2 separate regions of the Mus musculus genome follow, and region 1 is linked to region 2. The links are chromatin contacts, called in public HiChIP or PLAC-seq maps. All regions are on one chromosome and are shown on one strand. Each heading gives the region's core, a stretch centred on a gene start, on an enhancer-like site or on the middle of the called end of the contact. The rest is flanking DNA. Distances are from core to core; before and after follow the strand shown.

Evidence for each region. HiChIP or PLAC-seq counts read pairs in DNA pulled down with a chosen protein or histone mark.
Region 1: a contact with region 2 is called in an H3K4me3 HiChIP or PLAC-seq map of the SCID.adh cell line, with 10 read pairs. The contact joins two enhancer-like sites. A contact is called at or near these places in 1 of 15 datasets of contacts at CTCF or cohesin (large pre-B cells), 11 of 484 Hi-C or Micro-C datasets (CD8 T cells, the P5424 cell line, bone marrow-derived macrophages and 7 more), 6 of 115 datasets of contacts at active chromatin or transcription factors (the SCID.adh cell line, SST interneurons, T-cell acute lymphoblastic leukemia and 3 more) and 1 of 9 other capture datasets (embryonic stem cells).

The regions. Positions count from the first base shown.
Region 1 is chr14:64,377,157-64,383,916 of GRCm38.p6, forward strand. The region is part of intron 1 of Msra (methionine sulfoxide reductase A); the gene reads right to left. Among named protein-coding and RNA genes, the nearest start is that of Gm52130, 26 kb to the right of the region's middle. Within about 2 kb of position 2,070, at least 59 of the 459 cell types and tissues checked have an H3K27ac peak or open chromatin away from gene starts, as enhancers often do. A contact at or near this core is called in the SCID.adh cell line, SST interneurons, cerebral cortex and 1 more, where this site is marked.
Region 2 is chr14:64,197,705-64,204,565 of GRCm38.p6, forward strand. All of the region lies in intron 5 of Msra (methionine sulfoxide reductase A), which reads right to left. Gm52129 (a long non-coding RNA gene) reads left to right here and starts at 1,649. Exons shown (of 3, transcript XR_003951176.1): 1 at 1,649-2,691; 2 at 3,314-3,450; 3 at 5,452-6,861. Within about 2 kb of position 4,312, at least 38 of the 459 cell types and tissues checked have an H3K27ac peak or open chromatin away from gene starts, as enhancers often do. A contact at or near this core is called in the SCID.adh cell line, SST interneurons, cerebral cortex and 1 more, where this site is marked.

The DNA.
Region 1 (6,760 bases), core at 820-3,319, 180 kb after region 2:
ACTACCTGTGAGGGCGGAATAAACACTGAAGTTCAAGGCTGCAGTGGTAGCAGGTGCTACTCCACTGGAATGAGTACACCTCACTTGACCCCAACTTTTCCAGGTCTGCGTTCCAGGACAGGCAAAGGGATGCACTTACAGGTAGTTCACACTACAGTTCAAATCCAGGCTATCTCCACCATCTAAAGAGCTGCCTTCAGGTGAGAGGAAGCTCATGAAAACCGCACTCAACGCCTCGCCTAACCCAAACCCTTATCCCATTCTTCATCCCTGTGTTTTCCCTAACATGGAGATACTCTTCCCATTAACTATTTTATTTCTGTTGATTGTTCTAAATCCAGAAATGCCAGTCTAGATACAGAACAGGTGCCCCTGCCCCTGGGCTGCTCTCTGCTCACACTGTCTGCCTGCCACTGTCTCTTGAGTTTGACTCCGGCTCTGTCAGTGAAAAATTAGACTTCATTTCAGTATGCTAATAGCAATCTCTCCAAAACAATGTAATCAAGGCCTCATGTGCACCTATAATTTCATCCTTGACATAAGCCTGACAGCTATTTATTGTCTGAAAGGGAAAGCAGGGAGGAGGGGGAAGGAGGAGGGAGAGGGAACTCCAACATGTCCCCCTCCCCCAAAACAAACCCAGCAGCTTTATGTTTGAAGGCAGTCTTTGCAAAGTCCAAAAAAAAAAAAAAAAAAAAAGGCAATAATCATGGGGTTTACATATGTCTTGTCTTAAGCAATCAAGACAGAGAGTTAACAGAGAAGCGTGTTCAGATGTGCCAATTCCCAAACTGCCCACCTCTGATGAGCCAGCTGTGAGCGGCAATTGTCACATTATAATTTAGGCAAAGGGGGGGAAAAAGGCATCAGAATACACACTGGATCAACATAATTATTCACAGCAGGATACTGCAGAATTAATTTAGCCAATCAGAATGATACTTGGGGGCTGGGCACATATCAGAGATCAAGAAGAGAGAGCAGGGAGCAGGAAGGGGAGGGGGAGGGGCACGCTGGTTTCTGAACCTCTCTCCTATGCCTATCATCTGATCTGGACGGTTTTCAACATGTGTACATGTGATGCTGCTGCCTGTTTCCTTTCTTTTTAAGCTCCTGCCTATGCAACACTCACACCATGCCAGTCGCTGGGGAGGCGCTTTAGAGGCACCAGGCTCTAGGACTCTTAGGTAGGAAGTGCTATTACCTTCCCTCATGCTGAAGCCCAGAGAGGCTGCAACACTTGCCAAGGAAGCACAAAGGGAAATGGGTAGAGCCAGGCATGAGACCCAGGCAGGCTAGCTTCACAGGTGACATGATTAACCAACATGGTGAAAGGACTTGATACCTAACAAAGCAATTATTGGCTTGGCATCCTAGCTGGAGACCTGTATATCACCTATCATACTGTGTAGCCACAGCTTGGCCTTCCTGCATTCCTCTAAGCTACTTCTCTCAAAGATAGCAAGGCTGTATCCCTGCTAGATGCAGTTGCTGAACTGTATAGACACCAACTTCCCAGGCCTAGAACTTCATCTAATACGGCAAGAGCAGGTCCCACCAAGAGCATCCCAGGACCAATGATGGGGAAACCTTAGCTCCCTTCTCTAGGAATACAGAAAAGCAGCAAACAGAAACTCAGAAAAGTTCATCAGAGAGAGGGAAAGTGGGGTGTTCCGAGAGTTAGAGTTCAAATGTCTGGCATTTGTACCCAAGACGAGATTCTAGGTCACGTGGAAACTTCTCTCCTAGAGTTGCATCTGCAGAGTCAGATTGGCAATTTTAGACTACAGTGGTCCTCTCCCAGGCATGCTGAATTGTGCGGCAGCCATCAGAGGAGCCCTGAGGAGCCCTGGTTCCCGTGTAAATTTGGGCCTCGGTTTGTGTTCACCGTGTCTGGTAACAGGAAATGACAGGGAGTGGACAGGATTTTATGTCTGGCCATAATGTTTATCTATGCCACTGTCAATGAGAACTGTGATTTAATCCATAAGGCTACAGAGGCTCGGGATGAAAGAGGGAATATGGACAAATCCTGATTAACAATCACTGTAGTGCCAAAGCAGGTTACCATGGCAACAGGCCTGAAATTATACAACAAACTGGGATGGCATACCAGGCAGATTACTCCAAGAAGGGCCCTTTGCTGAAAATGCTTGGCTTTCTTGCATGCTCTTAAAATTAAGATGCAAGTGCTGTGCTTTCAGCTGGCATTAGCTCGCCTCCCCTTTCCTTCCACATTCCCTCTTCAGCGGGTCCCACATAAAATGGGGACACACACACACAGGCTTAGCACATGCAGTGAGCCATCAAGCTAAGCTCAGCACCCTTTCCCGTGGAAGGAGAAGACAAAAGGAAGTGATGGGAAGGGAGCTTCCTTGCCTAGTATCCTTTCAGTAGAAAGGTGCTTAACTCCTTGGGTGCAGGAACTGAGAGAGTCAAGTTTGGCCCTGGGAGGCAGAGATCCCATGAAACAGGTAAAATAAGAAACCAGAAAGGGATTAGGAAGGTACCTTCTCTCTTCCCAACACTGTTAATTTTGTTTGGGATTTGTTCCTTTTTTTAGGAGTACGATTCTAAAATAATGGTTTTATTCCCCCTGAATTTAATCAAAATAATACCCAAAAGGATATAAATAGGAGTCTGTACACTGGCAAAGAACATGTTTGAACTGTTATGGCCAGCATTATGAGTGAGTTCACAGATGACTAGTAGAAAAAAAGTCTCATCAAGTAGCCTACAAAAAAACTCCACAGCATTTAAGACCCTACTTGACATCCTGTATCAGTTGCTGAGGAATTGCAGTGGGACACTAAAAACAAATGGGGGATGCAAGCTGATAATTCTGAGGGGGAAAGTACCTGCTGTGCCAGCATCAGGACCTGAGTACCAACTTCTGACACTTACATAGAAAGCACACAAAAACATATGCATCTATAAGCCTGGCTTGGGAGGCAGAGGCAGAGGCAGAGGCAAAGGCAGAAGCAGAGGCAGAGGCAGAGGCAGAGGCAGAGGCAGAGGCAGAGGCAGAGGCAGAGGCAGAGGCAGAGGCAGAGGCAGAGGCAGAGGCAGAGGCAGAGGCAGAGGCAGAGGCAGAGGCAGAGGCAGAGGCAGAGGCAGAGGCAGAGGCAGAGGCAGAGGCAGAGGCAGAGGCAGAGGCAGAGGCAGAGGCAGAGGCAGAGGCAGAGGCAGAGGCAGAGGCAGAGGCAGAGGCAGAGGTAGAGGCAGAGGCAGAGGCATCCCTGAAACTCATAGTCTGGTACAATTGGTGAGCTCCAGTTTCAGTTAGAAACCCATCCTTAAAAAAAAAGTAAAATGTAGATGGGCTGCAGAAGACACTTGGCATTGGCCTCTGGCCTCAGACACACACACACACACACACACACACACACACACACACTTGGGGCAGGTCTTTAGACCTCCATTGAAGAGGTAGCTTCCCTCACTCTTTTCCTGCTGACATTGGATGGAAGAGAAGCCTCCTTACAGAGCCCCCTGTATGTTATTATCAGCTCATGCCTCTTTGTCCCACCATGCTTTGTCACTATTCCCTACTCTCTGTAAAACCTGAGCATAAAGGTACATGGCCTTCCCTCTTTTAGTCCTCATCCAAGAAGGCTCCTGTATTGCCTGAAGTTTTCCAGACAAGTCTGTGAGCTTTTCTCCTGGCCATATTTCTGTCCCAACAATGAGCCCAGCAGTGACAACAAGGGCAATGTACCCTCCCCTACACACAGCAATGAAATTAACAGAGGCTCTTATACACAATCTTCAGGAATAAAAATCACCTTGTGTATTTTAGCCCAAAAACACACTGATTAACTACTGTGTTGTGGCAACTCTAAAGACTGCTAGTTTTACAATTAAAAGTATGGAGAATATTGCTTTGGTTGTGAGCCTAGCCTTTAACAGCTGAGCCATCTTTCCAGCCCAAGAATATTGTTTTACCATTCTATATTCAGGGGCTTTCTTTCGCTTGCTAAATGTATTTTTCAATTTTTATTATTTATGTGTATATGTCTATGTATGTGTGTATGTGCATGTAAGTGCAGTGCTCACAGGGACCAGAAGAGGGCACTAGATCCTCTGCTGCTAGAATTACAGAAAACAGGCATCTGTCTTATTACTGAGAACCAAATTCTTACCTTCTGAAAAAACAGCAAGTTCCCTTAACCACTGAGCCATCTCTCTATTTCCATAATCATTTATTCTATAAGTATATAGGCAAATCTGGCCCAAATAGTATCATAATATTCTCAGTGCCAAGAGTGATAGATTCTTAAGCCACATCCTCAATACTATATACTATACTCAAATACAAGGAACTCAAAGTAGCCTTTCTATCATGAAAATCTTTAAAATGATGGACTCTCGGGTTTCAGGACAGAGGAGATGCTTAGTCAGTGAAGAACTTTTCTTTCAAGCATGGGAACTGACCTCAATCCCTAGAACCCACACTAAAGAAGCCAGGTGTGTTAGAGGACACACTTGTAATCCTAGAGCTGGGAAGAGAGAGATGGCAGGACCCGCAGGGTTTACCAGGGAAGCAATCTAGCCTAATTGGTAAGCTCTAGGTCAATGAGAGACCCTGTCTCAAACAAGCAAAGTAAATGGAGATATTTAGGAACAACAGCCAAGGTTATCCTCTGACCTTAACCTTCTCATGAATACACACACACACACACACACACACACACACACACACGACAGATGGGACCAATAGGCTACCCAAACTCAATTTATTCTTTGGACCCAGGACAAACAATGCCCACCGTCTGTCTGCCAATGATCCACCTGGCCTTATCAGTCCAGCAGCTGCCAGCTGCTTAGGACTCTGCCACTGCTTACCTCACTCTGAACCTCTCCCCATGCATCTTCCCTCCCCATGCAGATCTAAGGTAGGTGGAGGGCTTTGTTTTGGTTTGGGTGTTGCTGTTGCTGTTGCTGTTGCTGCTGCTGCTGTTGTTGTTGTTGTTGTTGTTTGGGGGTTTTGTTGTTGTTTGGTTAGGTTGGTTTTTTGTTTTATTTTGTCTTGTAAGTGGTTTTCTCCAGATGTTATGAAAAAAACAACAACAAAAACAAAACAACCTGGTGAGCAAGCTCTCTTCCCAGGGATGATTCAGGAGGGGGATGACTTTTTTTTTTTAGAGCCTTTTATTGCATTCGAAATGCAAATGCCACAATTTAGCCCCATTGGGAAACATACCATATTGTTACAATTCAGATTACCGTCTATATCGAATCAAAGAATGTCACTGAGACAGTGACATATTTGAGAGGTGATGACAAAGTCAGTCTTCTAATTTCTCATTCAGGAATAGGGACAAAGGTTGCACTGTGGAAGTTGGTGGTCCTGTATACCTCATAAGCCACCGGCTGCTCACCACTGACACTACGGAAAGGCTCTGTCCCCTCCACATGCTCTCCCTAGCATTGTGTGTGAAGTCCCCTCTAGAGGGTATCCCTGCCCACCCCCTTACTGACACCAGCTCAGACCACAAATGATCCGCCAAGGAAGCTGCATCTTCCCCTTCTCCCCTATCCTCAGGAGTATATCCCCATCACACGTCCTTCTGAAGAGCCTCCCATTTCCCTCTTAACACTAAGCAAAGCATTTGGAAATGCTGGGCTAGTTCTGAGCCACTGGGGTTTTATCTGCACGCAACCCCATCGCCCACGAATGAGCCTTAAATTGAGAACTGCATTGTAATCTCTGCAAACCTTGCACAGCCTCTGAGTGGCCTCCACCAGGTTCCTAACCCCTTTGATACTGTTTCCTTTTAGGAGAACTGAGAACAAAAGAGATAATGATGCCCTTGCTATCTCCTTTTTCCCTTTGGGTTCAAATAAAACAATGTATAAACACATGCTTTTAACGTTCTGAATTTAGGCTTACTTCCTTTATCACATACAGTCACTGGTATTCACATAACAGTTTTTAAACTTCTGTGCAGGAAGTCGCCTCAGGAAAGGAAAGAGCAGAGCTGGCTGCACCATGCACTCTGGGTTCCTCACATCTCCACGAGCACACGGGGCTTCCATCTGCTTGGTACAGTTTTGTTATGGCTTGGATGTTGAATTTCCCACAAAAGCCATGTGTTAAAGGCTTGGATCCCATGGTGATGCTCTGGGGGGGGGGGGGACTCTCTAGGAGGAGGCATCCTCTCGTCATTGAGGACTGTGGGAGCCCAACCCCCTTCTCTTACTGATGTACTTCCCAGCCATGACACCACCAGTCTGCTCTATCACATGCTCCCCGAGATCGCCATCCACATCCCCCCTAAACAAAGGTCCAGCAGCAAGGATCTTCCCAATCACACACCAGAACATCTAAGCCCACAAACAAAAGCAAACCGTTCTCTCTGTACACAAACCATCTTGAATATTTTGTTATAGTGGCAGCTGACTAACACAGGTTCCAAGTCAGATTTCCATTGAGAAACAGTGTGCCCCACAGTAGATGAGCCTAGAAAACCACTCTGAGCTGTTTATGCTCAAACATCACGGGGCTGGTGTCAACTAAACTTAGGTGAGCTATTTTAATGGGTTCATGAATGAATCGTAAAATCATTTTTTCATGTAACCATTCCTTGGTATATCATAACCCCTTTAGGATGAAGCAGGTCCAAATAACAGAAACTGTCTATTTCAATGATCTATCTGGGGCAGCCCTTTCTGCTATAAAAGAAGTCAAGTAGTGACTTTTCAACATCAAAAGGATCTTTCAGATGATGGTCGCCAGCAATGGCACACATCATAAAGG
Region 2 (6,861 bases), core at 3,062-5,561:
GCACTCCCGGTTTGCCCGGGTGTACCTTGCCTTGGCTTGTGTTTCCTGTGCTGCATCCTAGCAGCAGGTAACCTCCCTTGAGCCTCACAACAGTCCAGAGTGTGAGCAGGCAGGTTAGTGCAGCTAGTTCTGTTACTAGGTAATGGCATTTTAAAAGTTGTTAAATGAGTCACTGAAGCGACTCTCTCAAAGAGGCTTTAAAACACACACACACAGTGTGCCTACCTGGCCTCTTTCTCAGTCCTAAAACACTGTTTCCCTATGATTACTCTGGGTCACCTTTTGCTTTCTGGAACTATTTCCTTCTCTGAGCCCCCCGCCCCTGCCTTCTACACTCAAGGTGCACACAATGGCTGGATTTTCTTCTCAGTCCCCATCCCGGCAATCCTACTTGCCTTTTCTCCAACAGAAGCGCACTCTTTACCTTTGCTGCTCCTTGACTGACCCTGGAGTCTGTTCTTTCTTATCTATTATCAGCCTCCCTGACCCCTGCTTGGCTGGGTCACCTAATTTCCCTTCTACCTCAAGGTCTTATTAGTCTTGCTCCAGAAACCCACAGCCCTGCCATCATAACAAAGGATGTGTGCATTTGTGAGGACCACTTTGCAAACTGATGTAGCCGGAGAAGGGCACCTTGCTGCATACTAATAATGCTTTAATCACATGGTCCTGACGTGGCTCCGCGGGGAGAGATGAGCAGAGATGAGCAGTTTTTGCTGCATCCCAGTGTGACTGAAGAAGCCTCGGTTTAAGGAAGCAAAGGCCATGAAGCATATGATATCACCAAGAAAATCATAATGCTATATGATATTATGCCAGAAAAATTAACCACTTTCAAGAAGCCAAAGGAACCTGCTTGAATGTAGATCAACACATAGTGAACTGGATGCTCTTCTTTGTTGTCTGATAATAGTCTTACTGGGAAGGTCTTGCTTGAACATGACCTGGGCTGCTGGAGAATTGGCTCACCCTCTGATGGCATGTGGATGTCACAAAGGATGTGTGAGCATTTTTTACAAACATAGGTGATTGATCTCAACAGTGGAATCTGTACCCACAGCACAGCATGTTCAGTCTAGCTTTGTTTGGGGTGCTCTGCACCCTATTTTCTTGGCTCTACCTGTGAACAGTGTCCAGGACCTGCCTCAGGCCTTCTACCAGAAGAAGGACACAACAGGCCAGGATGGACGTTTTTTGTCTGTCTGGAGAAGATGTTATTTCCCATTTTGCTCAGGGAATACCTTGAGCCTAAAACAATAAACATAGAAATACCTTTAAGTTTCTGGGCTCTGTCTAGAAATTCATCAGTTTTTAAGAAAACATGGGGAGAGAGAGAGAGAGAAAGAGAGAGAGAGAGAGAGAGAGAGAGAGAGAGAGAGAGAGAGAGAGAGAGAGAGAGAAACAACTTACATATTTAATGAAAGACTAAACATAGCCTTGTAATTTATCACATGAGGGACAATTTTGGGAATCAGAGCAAAAAGCTACACAAGGCAGTAAGTGGCTGAACCCCATTGAGGGCCCCCCTCTTAGAGTGGAGCTTATCTAACTTGTCTGTGTGGCTCAGCCCAACACTGTCTTCTTTCTCAGTCACTGGCTCATTTACAATAGGTATTGAGTTAGGAATGGCAAGTATAAGACACCCAGGTGGTGGTTTTCATTAGTGATATCATAAGGAAGACCAGAGAGGAACTGTGTGGCCAAATTCCAGATCAGGTTTTGGGGTCACAGGGTCAGGACAGGATAATCACAGCTCTGAAGCCAGCAGTGGTTCCAACTGCCTGGGTACATTTGGAGATGGCTCCAGTGTGTGAGTGTGGGGGATGACTTTGCAAACCATCCCTTTGCCAGGAGCTTACTGCAGTAAAACTCAGCCCTCTTCTAACCTGGCACTGCACCACCAATAGGATCTGGGAGCTGAATTCAGGCCCCTGAATTCACAGCCATGGTGCTGAGAGCAATAGGGGCCATCTCTGATTTTGAATCCCAGTTTTACAAAGTACTACAGCCCAGAGCAGACATCAGCCCACTCTGCAGAGCACAACCACCTTTGTCCTTCACTGGCCTGCCTCCCACTTGAGGCAGAAATGAATGACCTTGACCTCAGCTCCAACCCGCCAGTGCAGTGCACACAGCTCAAGTGGGGTCCTCGTGGCCACCATGGGTGACTGTGCTCACGGCCCAGCTGCTCACTGGCAGGGCTGCAGGGCGCAGGACCTGACACTGCGGGCCTTTTCTCCCTCCTCCACTAGCAGCCAGTGGGCGGGCTTGCTCCGCCAGCTGCCATGGCAACGGGAAGATGGCTCTGTGGTGCCCAGAACAGATGTCACATGGGCCGCTGTGCTTGTGTTGGGGGTGGGGAGCTTGGGGGGGGGGGGGCACCAGGGGAGGGGCTGCGCCTTTGGAGTTAAATGGCCCCACCAGAGGGAGTAAGTCACATTTGGAAGGGAGTGCAGAGCAGTAGAATCTATTTTCTTTCTTGTCCCCGTCCTTTAAGTGCACTAAACGTACATGCACAAACACAAATGGCCTTTCATCTCCGCTCCTGAGGTGCTGGAGGCTCGCAGCTTTCTGGGCGGACATGAAAGCTGTTATCTCTCCAAGCCTCAAATGAACAGTGCCTCGGTGGCCCAACCTTGAGCAGGCAGCCCTCTGTTGTCTTTAAGGGACTGGCCGGGAGGCTCCATTCGGGTGAGTCCAAGGAACCTAGAATCATGCAGAGCAGAGACCAATCAAGGGGAAATTGAAAGGCAAACACACTGGGTTCTGTGGGCAACGACAAACCCAGCTCCAGGCTCCATACGCTTGCCGCTGAAATGAAAGAGTCCCTATGTCCCCTTCCTCCTCCCCATGGGGTCTCTGATCATATCACGCCAAAGGCCATTTTATACAGACTAAACTGGGGCAAGGCTTATAAATCTACCTGTCTGAACGCAAAGGCTCTTTGTCCCTGGAATAGATCTATCCTGGTCCGACTGCTGTATTAAAAAATTTCCACTGCTTTCCATTTCTCCTATACAGAACTGATATATATATATATATATATATATATATATATATATATATATATATACATTAATATGACAAATCCATATTCATTGGTAAGATAAGATATTATGTGAATACTAGGAAAATGCCAGGCATCAGTGGCCTATTTTCCTCTCTGAGACTCCAACCTCAGACCATGGGAACTTGGAGACAAGGGGGTGAAGGTATAGGTGCTATCTTAATCAGATGCATGACAGTCATTGCATGTGTGGGAGGATGGGGAAATGCTACATATAGTTATGTTGCACTGGGGTTTAATTCACAGGACCGGCGTGCTCAGAGCGGCTGCTTTGTGCCAAGGAATGCCACAGGGAAGAGGGGGAGGTGAGCAAAGCCAAGAAGATCTCATTCATCACCAAGAGGCAGAAACAGCACAGAAACTCTTATAATGGGTCTGATGAAGTGAGTGTTGCAAGCAAAGCATTATGGGAATGTGGAGAGGCAGGCTCTGAGAGAGGTGTCCTGGGGTGTGAAGAGACAAGTAGGAAGAATCTGGAATTGACAGAGCACCTGTGCTGTGACAGACATGTTATATACACAGCACACCGGATGGATCACAGAACTCCCTAAGAGGCAGTCACTGTTTTTATGTCTTTTTTTTTTTTTTTTTTAAATCAGGAAACCCATGCTTAGAGTGGTTTACAGTCCAAGGTCATTCACCAAGGACACAGCCATGCTGCCCTGTGTTTCTGCCTACAGACCGACAGAAGACGCAGCCCAGCACAGAACGCAGCTGCAAGCGTATCTGTCATTTTCTGATCTTCACTTAAACGGCAAGGTTCAGAGATCATGGGTTTCAAACAGTCCCTGCAGCTTACCTAACACACGTAAACACATAGCAATTAAAAGAAAAAGAATCGTTCATCTGGATGTAGCCAAAAATCTTCTCATGGATTACAATGGGTGCTACTGGGACTTTTCCATGTTCTTGAAAGATGAGTGGGGGTGGCCCCACAAACTGTATTCATTCATTTAAGCATCACCCTATGTTACTAGGGGGGTTTTTGTGTCTATACACAAAATGACCCATCTCCCAGCCCAGAAAGATTGCTGTATTTTAACAACAATCTGGCCTGCACCTGAGATCCTCAGGCATTTGTGGTTCACCTGAATGAAAAGCAATGATCAAGTGTGAATGATTGCCTGACAGTGCCCAGTTCTGTGCAGCTCTGGGAAGCTGCCCCTGCAAGCCAAAGTCCCCCACAGAAGACTAGCTTCCTTGACACTGCAGTGAAAGTCAACAACCACCAGGGGGCAGTAACACAAACCAGATATTTTTCCTCCGGGCCTGAATGTGGATGTGCCCGGTTTAATGCGTAAAGCCCATTATTACAAGCCTTTCCTCTCCCCACCCCCTATTAATGAACAAATGCCCAGGGGTAATGCAGAGATTTCTAAATACAGTGCAAGAAAGGGCAATCTGTACTCATACACAGGGAGTCTAACATGCAGTAATAAGTGGAAATGAAAATAATCAAGATGCAAGTGAGCCATTAGGCTAAAGAGCTAGCCCTCTGTCTGGCTGCAAACACAGAAATGCAGATGCCTGGCTCGCAGAAACGGGCATTTTAAAAATATTTATTTCACAAGTTCCTATTTAGAGTTCATAATACTATCCATAATTACAACCTCCGAGCTCCAAGAGGGGGTCTAACAAGAATTCCATATCTAGTATAGAGCACAGAGAGGGATGGTTCTCTCAGCCTAAGGTAAATGCATGAATTATTCAGGAACTTCCATGGGCATTTTAAATCATAACTTTGTGCTGTAAACAATAGCACACGTTAAAAAAAAAAAAGGTAAAAAGATGAAGAGCTGTCTAATCTCCAAGCCATAAAACAGCTACTGACACCCACAGTCTCCTAATGGTTGCTGTAGCGTTCCATAGGAATCCGTTGGCGTACTTACAGGTTTTAAACATAGCAGCAGAGAGAATATAATAACACGGAACCTACTTCTTCCCTGGGAACAAAGAATCCGGGATGATTCTGCCATTTTCGTGACAAAGGGAAGATTACGCAGTCCTTTCTTTTAAGTTGTTTGGAATTTGGGGCCTGTGGAAAAGGTGACAAGGCCACTGCTAGCAGCCTAGTCTCCGGAGTCACCCCATCACATCCCAATATTCATAACCTGATAGATTACACAGCTATTATCCACGCAACATGGCTGAAACACACGTGGAATTCTGAGTCAACTGACCATAACCCTCTACATTTTCTATTGAGGTTGTTCTGGGAATGAAAATGTACCCCTCTGGGCTTCAGTTTCCTAGCAACAGAGGTAGGAGAACAGATCTTGCCCTATGCCCTTGTGTGGTGTGAAGGTCATTCGGCATAATGGGAGGGAAAAATGTTAAGAACCCTTGAGATTTATGAAGACTCTCAGTGTGTGTCTTCTCTCCAGTTCACAGGAGGAACTGGAGCTGCAGAGACGAATCCAAGGTCACGTAGGTGAAGCCAGAGCCAGGGCCCCAGCTGGCTCTTCTCATCCAAGGCTATGATTCTTCCCTTCCCTCCTCGGAGCTGAGCACACACAACACAGCTGTCTCAGTCTGCTCTGGAAAAATACCTCAGACTGGAGGCACACAGCAGGACTGTGGACTTTGGTAAAGGGCAAAGTATAGCAAGGCAGGTTGTATTGCAAGGCCCCTTCTCCTGCCTCGTAGATGTTTAGGTTGTGTTTACACATCTTCCCTGAACACAGGAGTAAAAACAGAAAGTAGCCCCCTGGTGCCTACTGCCTTTTCTTCTAAGGACGAAAATCCCTCCGTGGGAGCTCTATCAGTATGACCTCATCTAACCCAAATTACCCAGATCAAAAACCATCACACTAGGGGAGGAGAAGGCTTTAGCAGAGGAGGTTCAATGGAGAAATCCCAGAAATATTCAGCCCATAATAAAAGACAATATGACGGACTTGTTCATCTCCCCATCTCTTTAATTTAGGTCAACAAATATTCGCAGGGCATGTGCTAGGAGCCAAGCACAGTTGCAGGCACTGTGGACACAAAGATGAATAGGAGACCCTGAAAGGATGGCTTAGGACAGAAAATGTCAGTATAGGTCCTAGGAAATTCCCTTCAGGGTAGGGTTTGTGTGACTGGTGAGCACTAGGGACTGTACAGGGACTGGTCGGTTACAACCTTCCCAAGAACTTCTTTCAGACAGCTCTGCTCAAAACAACTACAGTATGAGTCTGGATGCTAATCAGTACATAATTAATATTTGATAAGGTAATTAATTTATTAATTTGCTGGGGAAGAGAAAGAGATAAGTCATTTTCAGCCTACAGATGCCTGGAAGGAGCCACATAGGATCTGCATGTGCCTCATGGGATGGGGGTGTCACCAGTCCGGCTGTACTCTGGTAGTACTGGCATTGTGGAATAATTATTGCATATAATGGATTTCTGAGTTGAGGTGGCATAATTTAAGCTATTTTGGGGGTTCAGAAACTAAAAGGACTCAGCTTCAACTTATGTATATTGGATCACTACATGTGTGATATAAATGCACATGCATTAGATAAAAGAAAGGAAAATAGAAATATATGAAATGTCATTTAATTCTAATAGCAAATCTGTAGAGAAATTTGTTACCCAGAGAAATTAACTCAAGCTCAAACATACTAACTAAGGCAGTACTAGAACATTCTTGCAAACCATCCAAATGTTAATTTGAAAAGAGAGAGGAAGGAGAGAGGAGGGGAGGAGAAGAGGAAAGGAAGGAGGGGAGAAAGGAAAGAAGGAAGGAAGAAGAAAGAAGAAGAAGAAGAAGAAGGAGAAGGAGGAGGAGGAGGAGGAGGAGGAGGAGGA